3 separate regions of the Mus musculus genome follow, and all the other regions are linked to region 2. The links are chromatin contacts, called in public ChIA-PET and HiCAR-type maps. All regions are on one chromosome and are shown on one strand. Each heading gives the region's core, a stretch centred on a gene start, on an enhancer-like site or on the middle of the called end of the contact. The rest is flanking DNA. Distances are from core to core; before and after follow the strand shown.

The links. ChIA-PET counts read pairs in DNA pulled down with a chosen protein or histone mark. HiCAR-type assays count read pairs that join an accessible place to other places.
Region 1: a contact with region 2 is called in a HiCAR-type map of embryonic stem cells, with 2.9 times the contacts expected there. The contact joins the enhancer-like site here to the promoter of Nat10 in region 2. A contact is called at or near these places in 26 of 39 promoter capture datasets (the 3T3-L1 cell line, 3T3-L1-derived adipocytes, the C10 cell line and 17 more), 3 of 15 datasets of contacts at CTCF or cohesin (CD8 T cells, large pre-B cells and pro-B cells), 24 of 484 Hi-C or Micro-C datasets (B cells, the Ba/F3 cell line, ECoMG-derived neutrophils and 17 more), 25 of 115 datasets of contacts at active chromatin or transcription factors (the 230-238 cell line, T-cell acute lymphoblastic leukemia, acute myeloid leukemia and 15 more) and 4 of 9 other capture datasets (adipose tissue, embryonic stem cells, liver and 1 more).
Region 3: a contact with region 2 is called in an RNA polymerase II ChIA-PET map of memory CD8 T cells, with 11 read pairs. The contact joins the enhancer-like site here to the promoter of Nat10 in region 2. A contact is called at or near these places in 10 of 39 promoter capture datasets (the 3T3-L1 cell line, the C10 cell line, embryonic stem cells and 7 more), 1 of 115 datasets of contacts at active chromatin or transcription factors (memory CD8 T cells) and 3 of 9 other capture datasets (adipose tissue, liver and pancreatic islet).

The regions. Positions count from the first base shown.
Region 1 is chr2:103,991,385-103,994,206 of GRCm38.p6, forward strand. It overlaps 4931422A03Rik (RIKEN cDNA 4931422A03 gene), which reads right to left. Exons shown (of 5, transcript NM_175161.3): 4 at 2,501-2,528; 5 at 1,111-1,439. The coding sequence ends at 1,211. Among named protein-coding and RNA genes, the nearest start is that of Gm38515, 12 kb to the left of the region's middle. Within about 2 kb of position 1,322, at least 15 of the 459 cell types and tissues checked have an H3K27ac peak or open chromatin away from gene starts, as enhancers often do. A contact at or near this core is called in embryonic stem cells and epiblast stem cells, where this site is marked.
Region 2 is chr2:103,759,634-103,762,616 of GRCm38.p6, forward strand. Nat10 (N-acetyltransferase 10) reads right to left here and starts at 1,637. Exons shown (of 29, transcript NM_153126.3): 1 at 1,416-1,637.
Region 3 is chr2:103,944,654-103,947,791 of GRCm38.p6, forward strand. All of the region lies in intron 2 of Gm39896 (a long non-coding RNA gene), which reads left to right. Among named protein-coding and RNA genes, the nearest start is that of Gm39896, 10 kb to the left of the region's middle. Within about 2 kb of position 1,323, at least 111 of the 459 cell types and tissues checked have an H3K27ac peak or open chromatin away from gene starts, as enhancers often do. A contact at or near this core is called in adipose tissue, hematopoietic stem and progenitor cells, macrophages and 3 more, where this site is marked.

The DNA of each region.
Region 1 (2,822 bases), core at 72-2,571, 230 kb after region 2:
GTAGATTGGTTCAGTAGTTAAGAGCATTTGCTGTTCTTGCAGAGGACCTGGGTTCCAGTTCCCAACACCCAGATGATAGCTCACAACCATCAGGGACTCTAGGTCCAGGGGAGCCAATGCCCTCTTCTGGCCTCCAAGTGCACTACACACAAATGGCACACCTATATGTAGGCAAAACATCCATATACATAAAAATAAACACATCAAACCTGTATCTATACTGATCATGCACAGACCTTTTCCTGTAATTGGCTCTAGTAGAGTACAATAACTCTTCATATAGTTTCACATGAAGTAACCTAGAGATGATTTATACAGGAAACTGTAGAAGTTATATGCAAACACTATGCTATGTATGCCGTTTTACATAAAGTGCTTAAACATTCACAGATTTTGGAATGTGAGTGGAGCTGTAAAGCCAATCCCCAACAGATACCTATGCATTTACTTATTGTTATTGTTGTTACTATATACATGGTCACATCCTAAGAATTATCAGGTTAAAGAAAAGTCAAATGCTAAATTTACTCAGATCATTTTAAAGGACAGTGGTGTTTGGAGGAAAGAGAGTAGAGACACAGAGCTAAGTTGTTACCCCAAATAACGGGAGCGAAGAACTGGGGACCTGGAAGAGCGTTTCTGTTTCCAAATGGAGGGCAGGAGAGCCAGAAAAACAAAGTCAAGGTGGAACTAACACTCGGTACCTGTCCAAGGCTTTCCAGCTCTCAGCCCTGGGTACAAAGACTTAAAATAATAAAGCGCTTCAGAACGACTCAACACCCCAGGAGCTAGAGCACTCTGTCTGGGCAAATAATAAACTCAGAATCTGCTTATCAGCCCCACCAATGGAAATGACAGCCGGCAAGGCAAAAATGCCTCTCGATTCTCAGGATAACAGAACCGGCTCACAGGATCTTCGGTTATTACTGATGGAATCCTCCCAGCTATTACACCTCGGAAGAATATTAAGGCGTGCAGCCAGTGAAGACAGATCTAAAGGAGGGGGGTGTGAGGACTTCAGCCCCGTACAATACCGCCGATATTCAAATTGTGCTCTCCTGAGCTGTGTCTAATATCAGCATCATTTTTTAAAAAACAGACATATCAGTTGCAGTCAAGGTTTTTATTTTACTTGCCCCATTCTTCACTGCCTGGATGGGGAGGGGGGGGGAGGATAGGGGAAAAAAAGAATCACCGGCTACATTACTTTTTAATTTAATGCCCTTGAGTAAGGGCAATCGCAGTCAGGCATGATGGGGACCGCTGGAGAGTGGTTGCGAAGGTCCCCGTGTGTGAGTACGGGTTGCAGCAGCCATGTCCGCATCATTTTCTCCAGGTAAAGCTTGCTTCCCATTGTCATGGCATCTCTGCATCCTACTATTTGAATTCCAGACACATCGACAGCACACTGAAGGGCCCCTGCCAATTTTTGCAGCTTGCTTGGAAAAGAGCATCAGGAAGCCAGCATTAGTCATTTATACGACTCCCAGGTCCCTGTTGTAAATTCAGCTTGCGGGCCTGCCTCCAGGTGAGGCCCTGTGGCTTCGCTCTCTAATCTTGTAACCCTTTGTGGCCAGTTTCTTCCCATAAACGTGTGTTCCAAATCTTGGTTCAGGTTGTCTACCTATCTGAATCTTTTTCTTTTTTAGGCTAGAATCCCTCTGCCACGAAAATTCTAGACACAGACAGAATCCAACTCTTTGTCCTCAACCAGACAGGAGCGGTCTGCACAGCCGCTCCTCCTGTATTTTCATGCAGATGAAATCCGGTGAAATTTGACAATGGTCCTCCCACAGCAGGCAGCAGAGGGTAGCCCATCTCATTTAAATACGAGATTTTCAAGGTGCTTTCCTTTCCTCTAGTTCTCCCTCGTCTTTCTGCTTCTTGTTTCCTTCCCATCCTTTCTTCTTGTTAAAAAAAATTTTTTTTTTTAAATTTTTGTTCTGTCTTTGTGTTTTCTTTTGTTAGGGACAGAGGCACAGGTCTCACACTCACTAGCCAAGGCTGGCCTTGAACTCCTGATCTTCCTGTATCCAGGAGAAATTTTTGAAGAATTGTTTTTACGGGTTTAGGAAGATTTGCACAACATAAATGGGGGAAAATGCATATGCAAATTTTAACATATTATATTATACTTATGTATACACATGCACATATACATATTTAACTAGAAGAAAATGTAGCAGAGCGGTGATTATTCTGTTTCTTCTTTACCATCTTATTTAGTTTCTAAAACAAGCAGGTGTCAAGCATTCGTAAGAAAAAAATGCTATTTATAAAAATAAGTTTTATCAGGGATGTTTTTAGACAAAAAAAAAAAAAAAGATTGTTCTAAAAAGCTTTATTATCTGGTCAGCCCAGATTCTCATAAAACCAGAGGGAGGCTCCCGGATACCCACTGGCCCCTGGGCAGCAGAGCTGTCCCCAGAGGCAGCCTCTGGAAGCCTGGGGTTCTAGGTTAGAGAGTTTGGTCCTGCAGAAGCGGAAAAGCCTCACTCACCCATCCGGATTCTCTGTTATGGATCCAGCTGTCCAGAGAGCACACACAGGCATGGAAAAGAAAGACAAAGAAAAAAGGAAGAATTAATTCCTTAACTGGCCAAGTGAGAAGGAGAGAAACGTGATCCCGAACTGTTACAGACCCCGGGTGAGCTTCCTGCCCAGTCATCCCAGGCCCCAAAGACCGGTTCCTTTCCCCACAGGTCTTAGTGGCCGCTCTTCCTGTATCTGCGCAGCCATCCTAGTTACTCTCTGGGGTTCAGTAAAATCTCCTCCTTTTGCAGACTGGGGCTTTGAGTCCCAGCACCCACATCAGCTTACAA
Region 2 (2,983 bases), core at 387-2,886:
GCCTGTTTAGAAGGGGAAAGCAGTAAAAAAAAAATCTAGTATCCCAGGCTGGAGAGATGGCTCAGCACTGACTGCTCTTCCTAAGGTCCTGAGTTCAAATCCCAGCAACCACATGGTGGCTCACAGCCATCCTTAATGAGATCTGACACCCTCTTCTGGTGCGTCAGAAGACAACTACAGTGTGTTTAGATATAATAAATAAATAAGTCTTAAAAGAAAAAAAAATCTAGTATCCCAAGGCACTGATGTAACAAATAGACTTTACACTGGGATCTACCCAAGTCCAAAGCAACTCAGTTTGTAAGCTTTATGTTGCCAGCCACATAAACACCTACAAAAAATGAATGGGTACCTAATGTTAACGAGTCCAGCTTAATTGTTAAAAGTCTTATCTTGTCAGGCAGTGGTGGCCCACGCCTTTAATCCCAGCACTTGGGAGGCAGAAGCAGGCGGATTTCTGAGTTAGAGGCCAGACTGGTCTACAGAGTGAGTTCCAGGACAGCCAGGGCTATACAGAGAAACCCTGTCTTGGGGGGGGGGGGGGGGGGGAGTCTTATTTTTTGTTATAATAGGAGAGTCTTAGAATTAACAGGTAAGGCCCCTGAGTACAAGCTTTAATTCTAAAAAGTACTTTTAAAAGTAGATGAAATACAACTACACACAAAACTAATGTAAAATTAATGGCCAGAGTGAGGGATCTGATAACGATCTAAAATTACTGGTTCCAAGAAACGTTTAATACATAAGGAAAGCATTATTGGAAAGAGAAAATAAGATGAATCGTATTGGGTTTTGTTGTTGTTGTTGTTTGCTTTGTTTTGTTTTTTCAAACAGTCTCACTATGCAGACCAGACTGGCCTCGAGCTCCAAAAAATACTCCAGGCTCCACCTTCCAAGCGCTGGAATTAACGGTATACGCCACCACAACCTGATCGACAAGTCATTTTCATTCGGCTGTATCCATTCTTGTACACACAGCACCGGGTACTAAGCATCACGAGGTGCACTGTCAAATGTCCTGACTGAGACAGCTAAATAGTGCAAATAAACTGGCATACTGCAGTATTTAAGAGCAGAATATCTGGGACTAAACCGCGTTAGTTCAAAGCCTACCACTGCTACGAGGAGCCGAGTTTCTCAGAAAATAGTTTTGACACCAACCCATTCTCTCAAAGAGAGAGAAGAAGCCCGAGTGTGGGAAGGAGCCACACTCCCGGAAAGCGCTCGAGAAGCCAGCCCCGCATGTCAGAGTATCCCGGACCAGGAACGTCTGTCTGTAGGGCAGTCCAGGCGAAGAGTCCGAAGATACAGGCACCAGCCGGTACAGAAGCTTCCGTACTCGAGCCAGCCCTACCGGCCAGTGAAAGACCCAAACGCACATCTCAACATCCGACCCAGTCCCTTGCAAAGAGTACCTGCGCCCTGCTCCGGCCGACACCAGGCAGCTGCACAACGGAAGCACGTGAAGACACCGAGTTGCTACCCAGGCTGACCAATCTGCTGGAGAAAATTCTACACAGCTGAGCTACGCCGGGGCCGCCGCTGCACGTGAATCCGCTTAAGTGGCAGACAGCACGTGGGCAAGTGCTCAGAAGGGAGGGGACCACTACAGCTATGGGACCTTCCATGGCTTCGACGCTTAGTGATGACGTAAGAACACGCCGCGGATCTCCGCTACGCTTGCGCACTAACTCCCGGCCGCCATTTCGCCATTTGCTGCGGGTAACCTGGCTATGACAGGCGGAAGTAATCGTTTAGATATCCGGGTGTCTCGCATTTGCCGTTGCCACTGGTACAGGAACTCGTCCACTGTTGCTATGTTGAAAAAAACCTCTATAGCAGGGTTGTACAAGGCAATAGCTGTTGCTAGCGTAGGTGTTGTTTTATCGACCTCCCTACTTTTATATGAAACTAGCCCAGTAATTGTTTAATTCATCTTACTTGAACCTCCATCCGGCAGCAGTCTGAGAATGTCTGTAGACTTTGTACCAACGATCGTGGCCGCGGTACTCTGCAGGCTTTTCTTACTCATGCCAAGTGTACTAAAAGCCCAACATTGGGTCTCAAAGCTCATCCAACCACATCCACAAGGATACCCGTAAGTATGTCTGCTTTCCTTTTAGCATGAGCCACGTGAAATCGGTTTATCCTATATTTTTGGGCACAAGTTCTGTTATCTAAAACGAATTCCTTCCCCAAATTTACGCACCAACTTCAATATCAATCTAAATTTCAATGGACTTTAAAGACTTCATGATGCCTAGCCATATTGTTTTAAGTCACCAATACAGCCCTAGACTTAATACTAAGGTTCTAAATGCACTTAAGAAAATAAAACTACCAGTACTTTGTTATAATGGGCAGACAAGTCCTATAAGGTGGTGGTGACACAAGCAAAACACAAAACTTAGAAATAATGACCCTTGTGAGTACTCGACTTTTTTTTTTTTAAAGGAACCAATATAGGAAGAGGACAAAAATGGGCAAATAAGGCTAGTCGATTCTGCTTAAGTAGCCCAGATATGGTATTTCCGTTGTAATGAAAACAAAAAACTGGAATTTTGGGAACAGAGATGATGGCTATGATTACCTTAGTCACTGCAAAATCTGAAACCACCAGGTCAGGATGCAAACGGGGGCAACTGCCATAAGATAGTCAAGATTTAGAATGATAAAGTAGTAGGGCAGGGGAAGGGTAGCCAGTGCTAGATGGCTGAGCTGTCTATGCTGTGGAAGCATGTGATTTTACTGAAGAATATAAAGACAACAAAGACAGCTTCCAACTTACTGCCAACTGCCCCTATCAAGTAGTTGGACTGAAAATAGTTGATGTAGAATATTCTCAGTGTAGAATATCAAATGTGCTTGAGAAGATGGGTATGGGAATGGAACTGCACACCTGCAGGTTTAGAGGGTTTTGGAGACAATTCTCTTCCTCCACCTTTGTCCCAGGAGTCAAAACTCTGGTCTGGGTTGACTTCAA
Region 3 (3,138 bases), core at 73-2,572, 180 kb after region 2:
AACCATCTAGTACAATAGCTATGGATGCATCTGAGCACAGCATCATGCGCTGCTTAGCAATTCGATTGGCATGGATCTTGAGTGTGCACTTGATAGGTGACAGCAGCATGTGCATCTTTCCTTGACATCGCTCCTCTGAAGAAACTGTTGTGCTTTTCTTTCAAGCTCCCCAGACCTCCCCTTGCCGGCTGGCCTCTGCTGCAGTAAAACACCACACTCTCCTGAAATGCTATCTTTGTACCATAGCTGCACACTACATAGAAAAGAGCACATGAGCATCCCTTGTCACGTGACCCCAAAGAGAGTCAGCCCATCTGACTCCCACCCTAAGGCTCAGCCTGGAACTTCTCCAGGATCTTATTCTAAAGACACCCCTCAGGACCTTGCTGCTTTCTGGCTACTCAGATGTGTACAGTAGCAGGACTTGAGACCTGAAGATCAGTGGGGTAGAAATGAGGAAGGAAATGACATGTTCCATGACTAGTGTCCCCAGCTTTGTCTTGCTCTTTCTAGATACAGCGCAGACCTCACATGGCTATAGTGTACTTGTCTGGCCAAATGTGGAAAGGTTTCTTTCTATCTGTTTCAAGGCTGCTTAAATCTTATACGTTTTGAGATGCAATAGGATTCCCTGGAAATTCATATGTCTCTCTAAATTGGGCTGGTTTGGCATTGATCTCTCTTCCCAAAGACATTGTAGGGCCCAGCCATAAAGAAACTATGTTCTTAAGGCCCTCTGCCCTTGAGGGCAGATCTGATCTTAATGTACTCCCAACTCCATCTGATCTGTTGTAACTATTTCTCTCCCCAATTCTTTCCTACTTCAAATCAAAGAACTCATCCTTATGACTGGATTCACCACCTTGAGGGCAATGCAAGGTCCGGCTTGTTCCTGCCTCCCTGTCCAGGCATCAGGGCTCCTAACTTTACAAAATCTGCACCCTCAGAGCTACCCACAGAGCTGCAGGCTCAAAGCGGTAACAAAGAGAAAGGGGGTTGGTTTGATGTGGTTAGCCTGCCACCCCTGCCTTTTCATGGTCCTGGCTCTAAACCACTCTCCTGCTCACCCCTCAGCCTGCACTGGGCTCTGGGGATGAATGCATGATAGACTTCACAGCCTCACCAGAGACTGAAGCAGGACCCACGGGTGGGGCAGGGGCACTATCATTTTTTCCCTGAATTCTTGGGTGCTTAGGCCGGCTCAGCCTCGGGATTGGGACCAAGAGAAAGAGAAAGTGAGAGCAAGCAGTGGAGCAAAGGCTGTTGTTACACAGTTTCCCTTCAGCCCCAGAAATAGAAAGCCAGACTTCCGACTTGCACAGCCCCTGTGCAAACCACTAGACCACACTGCCAGATAAGAAAAATGTTAGATTGTGTCATACTTCCTTCATGGGCTGCAGCTTCTGCAAATGCCCCTGTGTGTCAGAGAGTCTAAGGAATGAGCATCTAAGGGGCTAGATGGAGAAAGCCAACAGAGACTGTTGTCTCTCCTTTCTGGTTATAGGTTCATGTGTAACCACTAAAGGAAAGGGGAGCTCACAAAAGCATGAGCGAGCTAACTTAATTATTTGCATGTATGAGAGAGGAAAACTAATTGGAGTCTGCTAGCTAGCTCCTGTGCCCTTGACATTTTCAGTCCCCGTATACTTATTTATCAAGTACCAACTGGGTACCAGCTGCCACATTAGTACTGCAGATTTTTGGTGCAGAACAGGGAGGCTGGCCCAAAGTCAGAATCACCTAGATTCCACCTATGGGCTCAGTACCACTGCACCATGGAAATAATTTCCCTTCATTCTTTCCCCAGAGCAGCCTCAGCAGGCTCCCGTGTTGTCAGCCACTATAGGAAGAGTGATGGTCTGGGTGTTGACAGGCTCCTAATTGGAAGGTAGGAGGTGCCGCCAGAGATCAGCTATAAAAGTTATCTTTGGATGGGGGTAGGCTGCTGATGCTCAGAAGAGAATTAGGGGTGAGGTGGGGTGAGCTGTCAGCCTGGGACAGGGCCTGGCCTGGCAGACAGTTGATGCATGGAGGAGGGGCTGTTTCAAGGAATGGTAACAATAGTAAGCATGCCAGACTTCAGGACCAAAGAGTTCAAAAGAGGTCAGGTGCCAGGAAAGAGAGAACACCTGGGGTGGTCCCAAAGACTCAGGCCAGCGATAGCTGTTGAAAGAAGCTATGTGGCAAAGACAAGGGGAAAGGGAACCTCGGGTGTCCTTTTATTCAGTCAATAAAAATCCAGATGTTTCCAGGGGACTTTTATGCACTTCTAACTGTTCCAGGTTCTGAGACGTTCAAAAGAACAGCCAGGTGAGATGAATGTAACATTTACTTCAGCAATGATCAAATCCATACACCAAAACTATCACTGGTTAGGATGATGCCTGTACGTTATGTAATATCGGTACTTGTGCAAGCTCCTTCCTGCTGTTGCCTCATTTAAGCCTCTCAACGAGCCTGCAGCCCTGCAAAGTGGGTACCGTGGTCTCCGTGGTAGAAGTCAGAGCGGTGGAGGTTCTGAGAGCCCGAGTATTCTTACAGGGTCTGTGGAGCTCACAAGTGGCTGAATCAAGGGTTTTTGTTGTTGTTGTTGTTGTTGTTGTTTTGGGACAGGGTTTCTCTGTGTAGCCCTGGCTGTCCTGGAACTCACTTTGTAGACCAGGCTGGCCTCGAACTCAGAAATCCACCTGTCTCTGCCTCCCAAGTGCTGGGATTAAAGGTGTGCGCCACCACTGCCTGGCTTGAACCAAGGTTTTAACCTACGTTTGTCCTGAAGTTCCTGGAATAGCCCCTTTTACTGAAATAGCCGAATGATTTATGGAGTCTAAAGGAAAGGCTCATACTGGCCGATGGTGCAGAGGGAAGACCTTAGTAAAACGTGAGTGAGAGATGCTTAGGATTTTCAGTGTTACTGGAGCACTGGAAAGAACTGTAGGAGGGAGAGGGAACTGTGGGACCAGGCCACTGGTTTCTTTGTAGGATTGCATGATCTGTTCGAGGGCTTCAGAGCAGAGGCTCATCACCATCATTGAATGGCTGTGGAAGTTGTTTGGTGGTAGAGCAATTGGTTAGCATGTGCAAGACCCGCAGTACCACCCCCCCACACACACCAAACAGAACAAAGCTGACAACCCTGAG